3 separate regions of the Sus scrofa genome follow, and all the other regions are linked to region 3. The links are chromatin contacts, called in public Hi-C maps. All regions are on one chromosome and are shown on one strand. The core of a region is the stretch at or near the end of the contact, and the rest is flanking DNA. Distances in the headings are between cores, read along the strand shown. Region 1 has its middle 50 kb from the start of EHBP1. Region 2 has its middle 77 kb from the start of EHBP1. Region 3 overlaps EHBP1 (EH domain-binding protein 1).

What was found. A called contact is a pair of places that touch in the nucleus more often than the background predicts.
Region 1: a contact with region 3 is called in a Hi-C map of liver, with 2.3 times the contacts expected there. A contact is called at or near these places in 1 of 5 promoter capture datasets (liver) and 2 of 47 Hi-C or Micro-C datasets (liver and skeletal muscle).
Region 2: a Hi-C map of liver shows a contact between it and region 3, with 2.3 times the contacts expected there. A contact is called at or near these places in 6 of 47 Hi-C or Micro-C datasets (embryonic fibroblasts, heart right ventricle, liver and 1 more).

The regions. Positions count from the first base shown.
Region 1 is chr3:79,310,687-79,313,587 of Sscrofa11.1, reverse strand. No RefSeq gene overlaps it. Among named protein-coding and RNA genes, the nearest start is that of EHBP1, 50 kb to the right of the region's middle.
Region 2 is chr3:79,337,095-79,340,089 of Sscrofa11.1, reverse strand. No RefSeq gene overlaps it. Among named protein-coding and RNA genes, the nearest start is that of EHBP1, 77 kb to the right of the region's middle.
Region 3 is chr3:79,178,843-79,181,961 of Sscrofa11.1, reverse strand. EHBP1 (EH domain-binding protein 1) reads left to right here. Exons shown (of 25, transcript XM_021087470.1): 5 at 2,886-2,939. Among named protein-coding and RNA genes, the nearest start is that of EHBP1, 81 kb to the left of the region's middle.

The DNA of each region.
Region 1 (2,901 bases), core at 33-2,532, 130 kb before region 3:
CAGGCAATTCCATGCATGCAGGATGCAGGCTCACAGCAGCGTTTTTAAAAAAGACTCTGCAGTACTGAACCATCAGTGCAAGGTATAAAGAGCAGAGCATTTTACTTCAAACTTTAGGGCCTAACTCACAGGTATTCTGTGTGATATTGACATGAAAACACTTCATTATGACCTTTCTTTAAATATCACTTGCTTCTGTAACTTCTATACAGTTAGATCTATCATTCTAGAGGAAAAAATGCAGGTCAAGTACTAGATAAATCCCTTAGTGGCCTAAGGAAGGTATTACCGAGCATTTGCAGTATTCAACCTGCAAGCCAGGGATTAAGCAGTGTGGAGTTGAGGAATCTGGATCAACCATCTCGGAATGAAAAGAGCAAGTGACTCAGGCTTTCTCAAAACATTCTATTCAATAAAATTTTGTTCATTTAACAGATTGGGAGGGTCAGCCTGAATTTGAGAGATGGACACAAGCCAAACCATTTCTGGTAGTGGAAGTGCCTTCCTGATTCCCAGTACACCGTTACTTCAGTTTAAGCTCTCAGTACCACCAAGTCATGGCTCTTGGGCCTCCTGGTGAAACTGACAAGAAAGAGTGAAATTGGCTTGTTAATTTGACAAACACTAGAGAAGTTTCATAAACAGCTTAGTTAATAATTAGCTGAAACCTTCTCCTTGCAGTATTTACATCAGCAGGTCTCAACAGGACAGACTGATGTGTTGCAAACCACTGTCATGGTACAAATACAAAAGTTTGCAAATGATCAACTCATAAAAATAAACCAGAGAAGATGTAAGGTTATCACAATAATATCATGGTCACATATTTGCATGTCAATATGCTTTCTTGAGAGAAAAAGGAGGAATGGGGTCACAGGGATGAAGCCAGGAACTGGACACATGGCCAATACCATTCTTGTATATCCCAGGAAACAACAACAACAACAGAGAACTACTGCTTTACATTGCCAACTTTCTTAATAAAAATTATAAATATTGCCTTTTATCCTACAGAAGTAGAACTAAACCTTGCTTACTTCTCTTTTTAATTATAGCTAATGATTAGAATTAGGTTTTACTTACTGTCCAAACCTAGATAGGTTTACGGAGTAAAGAATATGGACCGTGGAGATGTACCTACCACTGGTGTATTACTAAGTATTACAGTGAAAAGTGGGAGAAAATAGGAGTCTAATCTGGGGAAACAGTGGAGCCTCAAAGGGTGATACCACCGTGGCGAGTCACCTCAGGCCCATCTTAGTCTTGAAGGTTGAGAAACAATTTTGCTAGGACTCTGACGTCTATCAGACTGAGGCAACTGATTGGGACTGTCCAAACTATCAAGAGACTGCTATACAATATTACTCACTTACAGATGTTACATACTTTCAGAGGGAATATCCTTTTCCAGTTACCAAAGTTACTTCCTTCTTGATCTCATAATACCCTGAGAATTCAATTTGTGACTATAAGGTTAGCAGGTAAGTGTGGAATCAGAGAAAAAAAAAAAAAAGTGGAAGAAGTTCTTAGAAATAGCCTCTAGGCCATGAAGAAGTCTGAAGAGTTATCCTTGACCCACAATAGAGAATATTTTTCTACTCAGCAGACTGAGTTCCCAGAGGAGGCATACTCTCCTCTAAAGAGCACTGAACAAATACTGCCAATTTCTGGCTCTCTGCATTTCCTTTCTCTGTCCTAAGCTTCCTGAGACCCTCAACTCAGACCATTGGTTCAATTTCAGTATATGTCTGCAGCTATTAGGGCTCTGTGGTTATACATGATAGAAACTGAAACTTTTTTTTTTTTTTTTCAGGGCCCCACCCGAGGCATATGGAAGTTCTCAGGCTAGGAGCTGAATCAGAGCTGCAGCTGCTGTCCTATACCACAGCCACAGCCACACCAGACCTGAGACACACCTGTGACCTATACCAAAGCTTGCAGCAACACTGGATCTTTTAACCCATTGAGTGAGGTCAGGCATCGAACCCACAATCTCATGGATACTAGTCAGGTTCTTAACCCACTGAGCCACACAGGAACTCCGGTAGAAACTGACTTCTGCTAACTTGAGCACAGAGTAGAATTGATGGAACTGAGAACTCTTACCCAGTTGAATGAAAAGCTGAAGTCCTAGGTCTCTAAAAAGATCCATGGAGCTGCCCTCAAGATACTTACCTCTTGGTGATAGGAAAGAAAACTGAATTTAAATAAAAAGAAGCAATAAAGTATGTAAATTTACTATAGAAATACACTCAAATTAACAGGGATTAACAAGGAAGGAATGGTCAGTTGTCCCTGGCAGAGGTTAGAGATTTCAAGGTGAGGAAAGTCTTCATAGAGGAGGTGATATTTTAGCTGACATTTAAAAGATGATTTGATGGAGTTCCTGTCATGGCTCAGTGGAAACGAATCTGACTAGCATCCTTGAGGACGCTGGTTCAATCCCTTGTCTTGCTCATTGGGTTAAGGATCTGGCATTGCTGTGAGCTGTGGTGTAGGTTGCAGATGTGGCTTGGATCCCACGTTGCTGTGGCTGTGGTATAGGCCAGCAACTATAGCTCTGATTAGACCCCTAGCCTGGGAACCTCCATCTGCTGCTGGTATGGCCCTAAAAAAAGAATTAAAAAAAAAAAAAAAAAAAAAAGGTGAGTTGCTGTTTGTCTGGTGGTCAAAGAAAAAAAAGAGCATTCAAGGCACAGAGGCATGGAAGTTTGACAGAGTATGGCATTCCTGAGGAAGTGAATGTCATTGCACCCACCTTCAGCATGAAGTAGGTGTTGGTAAGGTGGAGTGCAGTGAGGAAAAACTGGACAGGAGGCAGAAGATTGACTATGAAGACTCCCATTGCAATAAACTGATCATAGAAGACTAGTATCAAATTCAAATATGTTTTATGTGCAA
Region 2 (2,995 bases), core at 365-2,864, 160 kb before region 3:
GTTGCAGACCTGGCTCAGATCCCGAGTTGCTATGGCTGTGGCTCTGGCGTAGGCCGGTGGCTACAGCTTCAATTAGACCCCTAGCCTGGGAACCTCCATATGTGCCAGGAGCGGCCCCAGAAAAGGCAAAAAGACAAAACAAACAAACAACCAACAACAGCAACAACAAAGGGGTTGTTCTTAAGAAAGCTGTTTCTTCTCCGAGTTTGAGGAGATGTGAAGTATAGTCCTGGTGGCCTCCAGAAGAGTAGCAGAAGCATAAGGTTGATTTTGATTTCATGAGCTCTGAAGCCAATATATCTGGATATGATGAAAACAACCGTAAGCCCTGATTGATGATTGCAGCTGGCAAAGAATATTGAAAAGAGGAAAGTTGAAAAAAAGAGTAAGTAGGAATGAAAATCAGAAAAAAAGTTTCAGAGATATTATCCCAAAGACGTCTTGTGGTTTTACCTTCATAAAGCCCAAGTTTCTTCATTGTATGACCATTTCTTAAAAACCTGCCAGATTTTCTGTTTCTACCTCTTTTAATCATAGTGATTTCATTAGAATGAACAAAGCAGATTTGACATTTTTTGAAACACACATACACACACACTTTCCCTGTCATGCCGATGACTACATTGGGTTTGTTTTTCTTTTGTTTTGTTTTGTTTTACCAAATAGGAAAGGACACAGTGTCAAAGAATTCCTATTTCTATTTGAATTCCTAAAGGCCCAAACATTCTAAACGTCACTCACCCCAGTTATAACCCTGAAGGCAATGATTCAGCTCTGACTCAGATGGTATACAAAATATCTGATTGTTCTTCCCTCTCTGCCTGTGTTATGTGCAGGAACACCTTATATGTTAGAATCATAAGTTCTTTGAGTTCAGGAACTAGATCATAAATTATATATCATATCTGAGCAATGCCAAGCTTAAATATTTACTAGTGTGATTTTTATCTACTACCTATCACAGAGACATAAATGTTCCCAACCCCTAATCTTCTGTAAGCAAATCATTCTTCTACCTTGCCCATTAAACCCAGTGTCCTCTTTAAAGAAAGTGTGCTTTGCATAATATTTGGCTTATGGTCTAGCTCACTAGAATGTAAGTTCCATGAGAACACAAGTATTGTCTGTTTTGTTCAACTATGGTATCTCCGGAGCCTACAGCAATGCCTAGTACTTATTAAATATTAAGTGCTGAGTAAGTGAATGGATAAATGACTGAATTACCAAGCCACTGGTTATGGCTTTAAAGTCTTTTGTAAATATTATCCTGAATATCTTATATATACATGTGGCTCTTCAGTGATCTTCTCTCCCCTTCCACCCCTCCCTGCCAACTCATCAGAAAAACTAAGTAACCACTGGGCCATGCATAAGGATCCATTCAGTTTTCAATGAACAGAAAGTGAAAATGCTTTGCTTTTACAAAAACTTATGTGGGGAACTTGCATTTCAAAAAAGATGTTTGTAATACCAAAGTTTTTTTTGTTTGTTTTATTAAATCCAGATTGTTGGGTGGAGTCCCTTAGCTAAAAGTCACTCTCAAGCAAAATGATTTGCTTGTTATTTTCGCAAAGAATTTACAGGAAGCAATTTGTAAAGGTTGCCATCAGGCTGAAGTCATTGTTGGCACTAGGAATCGGTGTGTCATCAACCTCAGAGCAGTCATTTAACCTGGGTCTGCTCAGAGAAATCTCCATAATGCAAGGAAAATTGAATTCTGTTGCCTCAGATTACAATCATGTTTGATATTATTCCAATTTGATCATGGAGTTTAAAATATTTGACATATCAGTTTCTCTCATCCTGCTGCTATGTAGAAATATCCATTTTACATGTGCTTAACACTGGTCCTATCATTACGAGCTATTTCACAATTTTTTTTTTTAAATCTTCTCTCCTATTGGAATGGATTACGAGGAAACAAGCACTTTAGGATCCAATAGCTAAGAATTTTGTAGTTTTGACCTTGAATAAAAGAATGGACCTTGAAATTTTTTTTTTTTTTTAATCTGTTCTCCTCTCCTCATTGTACTTACCAAGTTGCTATAGGCATAGCCAGGAAATGACTGATTTGCCAGGGCATCCTAGCCCATTCTAGCCAATAACCTTTCTGCTGATCAAGTAATAATAGTAGCAACAATGACAAATTCTACTCATTTTGAAGGATCTATCCTCCAATCTAGGTGACAAGTAGGAAAATTGTTCTAGATAGGCCTATGGGGATATCATTATAGCAGAGAAACACTGGATCCAGGCATGCAGTGAAGATGGACATTTCTGTGCTTCCAACTTAATGTGTTTATTTTCATCACCCTGGGAAAACAGGGCTAAAAAGATGAAAACACATATAGTCATATTCTTAGAAAACATTAGATCAGTTCCCTATGTTTCTAACACCAAACTGGAAAACTAGATGTTGACAGAACCAAAATGATTATTTTGGGGCCTTATCCAAATGATGCCCGATTCACTTACTGATTCAGCAAAAATGTATTGGATGCTGTGAGCTATCAGCACAAAGTAGACTAAAAATAATGCAGAAACATCTTGCCACCTAGACTCCCCAGCTACTAAGTGATTTTGAATGAATATATCTTACTATACATTGCAAACAATCATATATTGATGTTAAAATCCCTCTTGTCAGAGAATTGTCTCAGATGAAAGATGCAGCAGCCAAGTCTAAGTGGTTAAAGATGCTTCACTCCATTGAGTAATTATCCTAGAAAAAGACTGACAAGAAATATGTGGTCCTCCGTCTCTCTCCTCCCTAAACACAATCATGCCCTTTGTTTAGCAGCTGAATCTGCTTGTTTATAAGCTCTGTCATTCAGCACCCTGATCTCTGGGCCTCCCAGGTTGAACAAGATTTCTTGATTGAGTCAAGCCATTCATTTGCTAACTGACCCTAGCCAGTGTGGCCTCTTGGCTGCCCTCACCCGCCAACATCTGATGCTTATAGTGTGACATGATTTGGTCTGATAGCAGTTCTGGA
Region 3 (3,119 bases), core at 187-2,686:
TTCTGGTCTGTTAAATGGGAATAAAAATACTACCTGTTTCATAAGTTGCTGTGATGATTAAAACCATAACACATTAACTGAGGCAGAGTGTGTGCTTTGTAACTATTATTATTATTATCACTTACTATTATTAATTGTGCCAGCTGTGCTAGAGCTATGCTGCATTCTTCAACAAAATGGAGGAGGTGGGGACAATAGGCAGGACGAGTGGTAAGATGCTCTTTCCTAAGCATTTGTTTCACACTTTATTACTTGGTCTCTAAAGAAGCATTGTTTGTGCCTTAAATCCCTCCTGGAAAAGCTCCCTCAACCCTTTTTTACAGCAGTCACTCTCCATAAACCTAGTTCATGAGCAGGGTCAGGCTGAGGAAACAAATATCAAGGAGTTCTCTACCACTTTTTCCTCTCTACCCTTTCCTGCCTCCCCCTGCCCATCATTACCAAATAAACTTGGTTTTGGTAGTTCTTTATGCTATCTATATGAATTTACTCTTAGAAATAGTTGTGTTAATACAGCCCAGAATCAGCCAACCTCCATACTATTAAAGTAAAAAATAAGACAACAGAAATAATGAAATAACTAAGGAGTTTAGAATCTATCCCATAGGTTGTAGGGATCATTAAAGAAATCTGAGTTGGTGCTAATGTGGTCAGAACTGCGGTTTGGGAGAATTATTTGGTGTACAAGATTGATTGGAGGGCAGAGAGTGAGAGAGTGCCGCAGTTCACTTTTATCTGGAAATAGCCTAGGCACAAAGTGATGAGGACCTAACCTCAGCTGCAGTAGTAGAAACTGAAGATTAAATAGACTAACGTGGAATCAGTTATGAATAAGGTGTTGCCTATGACAAGTACATGGTCCCTGGGACTCAGTGGGGGAATAGCATCTGTGCGCATTCACTATCACTCTCAGTGCTTCCTTCTCTCCCCTACCTCTAACACATAAAGTTGAATAAATTAAATGTGCATGTCATGCAACCCCACTACTTTCCTTTTTATGTCTTACAATCTGTTGGCCTCTTGCCTTTACTTATTCTAATACCTGTGGAAATCCTATATAATCTCACCTGGCCACAATGCTTCCTCATTCATAAAGCTTTTCCTTTCAGAAATGTATTATCTTCTAATCTCTAGTAAAACCATGTATTTCCTTCATCATATAAGTGTTTAGATTAGTTGTGTTTGTCTTTGAAGGCATGGACAACTATATTTGAATCCATATAATACCTCTACTATTCCTTATATAAATAGCCAATAAATATTTGTCAAATAAATACTACAAAAGTGTACCTCATTTAGGAGAAAGCTGCGTTTGGTTGTAGGATCTGTTACCTTTTCTTAGATTTCTGGTGGTGGAGGACAGCTGAGGGTATAGATAGCTATTTTGGCATTTTGTACAGATTATGAAATCCTTTGCAGTACTTTGAAATTCCAGATGTTTACACAGCCTCTGCACCAGGAAAATTTTGCCTCAAGTGGGACTTTGAGTTTAAAATACTTACAGGTATAAAAACGAGGGCAGGGCTTTATTTATTTATTTATTTGAAATTTTATTTTTATTTTTTTTTTACAGAATAAAATACATATATTTAAACACAGTTACATTCATACAGATTATCATATCATGGATCTTAAGAAACAGATTAAGTGACTCCCTCTGGAGAAGTGGAATGGAAAATATGCTGAGACAAATAGGAAATCTATTCTATATCCCATTTTGTATGGCTTTCATCTTTACTATTTAGTATTATCTATTACATTCAATTTTTCTTTAAAAATTAGCATTATATTAAAATTGTGTATATTATGCAATTAAAATTTATAAGGAAGAAAGCCTTATATACCATTAAATATTTTATATAGCATAATAAAAAGAATAACTTAACTGGTAAGAATAACAAAAATAATATAACTTCTGAAAATAAGTAAAATATAAAATGCATAAATTGGTTAAAGAACAGTGTAACTACATAAATATGTCCTCACAATTTGTTACATCTTATTGATTCTTCAGTATAGGCATTACATCATTCTAGCTGATGTGATAAACAACACATTACAGACCTTACACTGTACCATGGAGAGAAATGGTTATTAATAATACAGTTCTAGAACTGTATTGTTTAATTGTACAGTTGCATTATTTAATTATAATTATCATAAATTATTTGATGGAGAGGAAATCAGAATCAGATGTAAGAAGACTTCAGCATTCTAAGAATGATGTCAAATGACCCCCTTCATGGTGGATTATGCACTTATTTACTATGAGATATATTTCTTCTTCAGAGATTCCTTGTTTGCGTATCAATTGCAGAGAGGGCAGGGCTTTATATGAGCATTTAATATCTCAGTAAAGTTCTTCTTAATAGTTCACTCATAAGTTATTTGTCTCTAGGTTTCTTTTTGTCTTGTCATACATGCAGTGATGGAAGATAATATTATGCATCAACATAAGTAAAATAATGATTTAAATTTAGATAAATTATGGGAGTTCCTATCATGGCTCAGAGGAAACAAATCTCACTACCATCCATGAGGACGTAGGTTTGATCCCTGGCCTTGCTCAGTGGGTTAAGGATCTGGTGTTGCTGTGACCTGTGGTACAGGTCACAGACGGGGCTCAGATCTGGTGTTGTTGTGGCTGTGGTATAGGCCAGTGGTTATAGCTCCGACTCGACCCCTAGCCTGGAACCTCCATATCCTGTGGGTGCGGCCTTAAAAAGACAAAAAACAATAAATAATGGAAGATTCTTAAGAGTAAGCCATTCTGCCTCTCCCTTTTTTAAAAGTTGGTAAAAGCTAAGAGCAAGACTGTATTTTCTTAAATTGGATTGATTGGATTAAGAAATGTATTTCAACTTTATATTTTGCTTTTGTTATAGGATCCTCATGCAGAGGAATTTGAAGATAAAGAGTGGACATTTGTCATAGAAAATGTAAGTTAATTGTAAATTCTGTCACATTTCATATTTTTGACTATGCATTACTAAGGTACATTAGCATTTTGGTGGTAGGAGAAATGTTGCCTTATAAAAATTAGATAGTGATGCATAGCTTTATGGAATTTTTTAAATGAAATGATGGCCAGTGACAGAATTATTTGTAAATATTTTTGT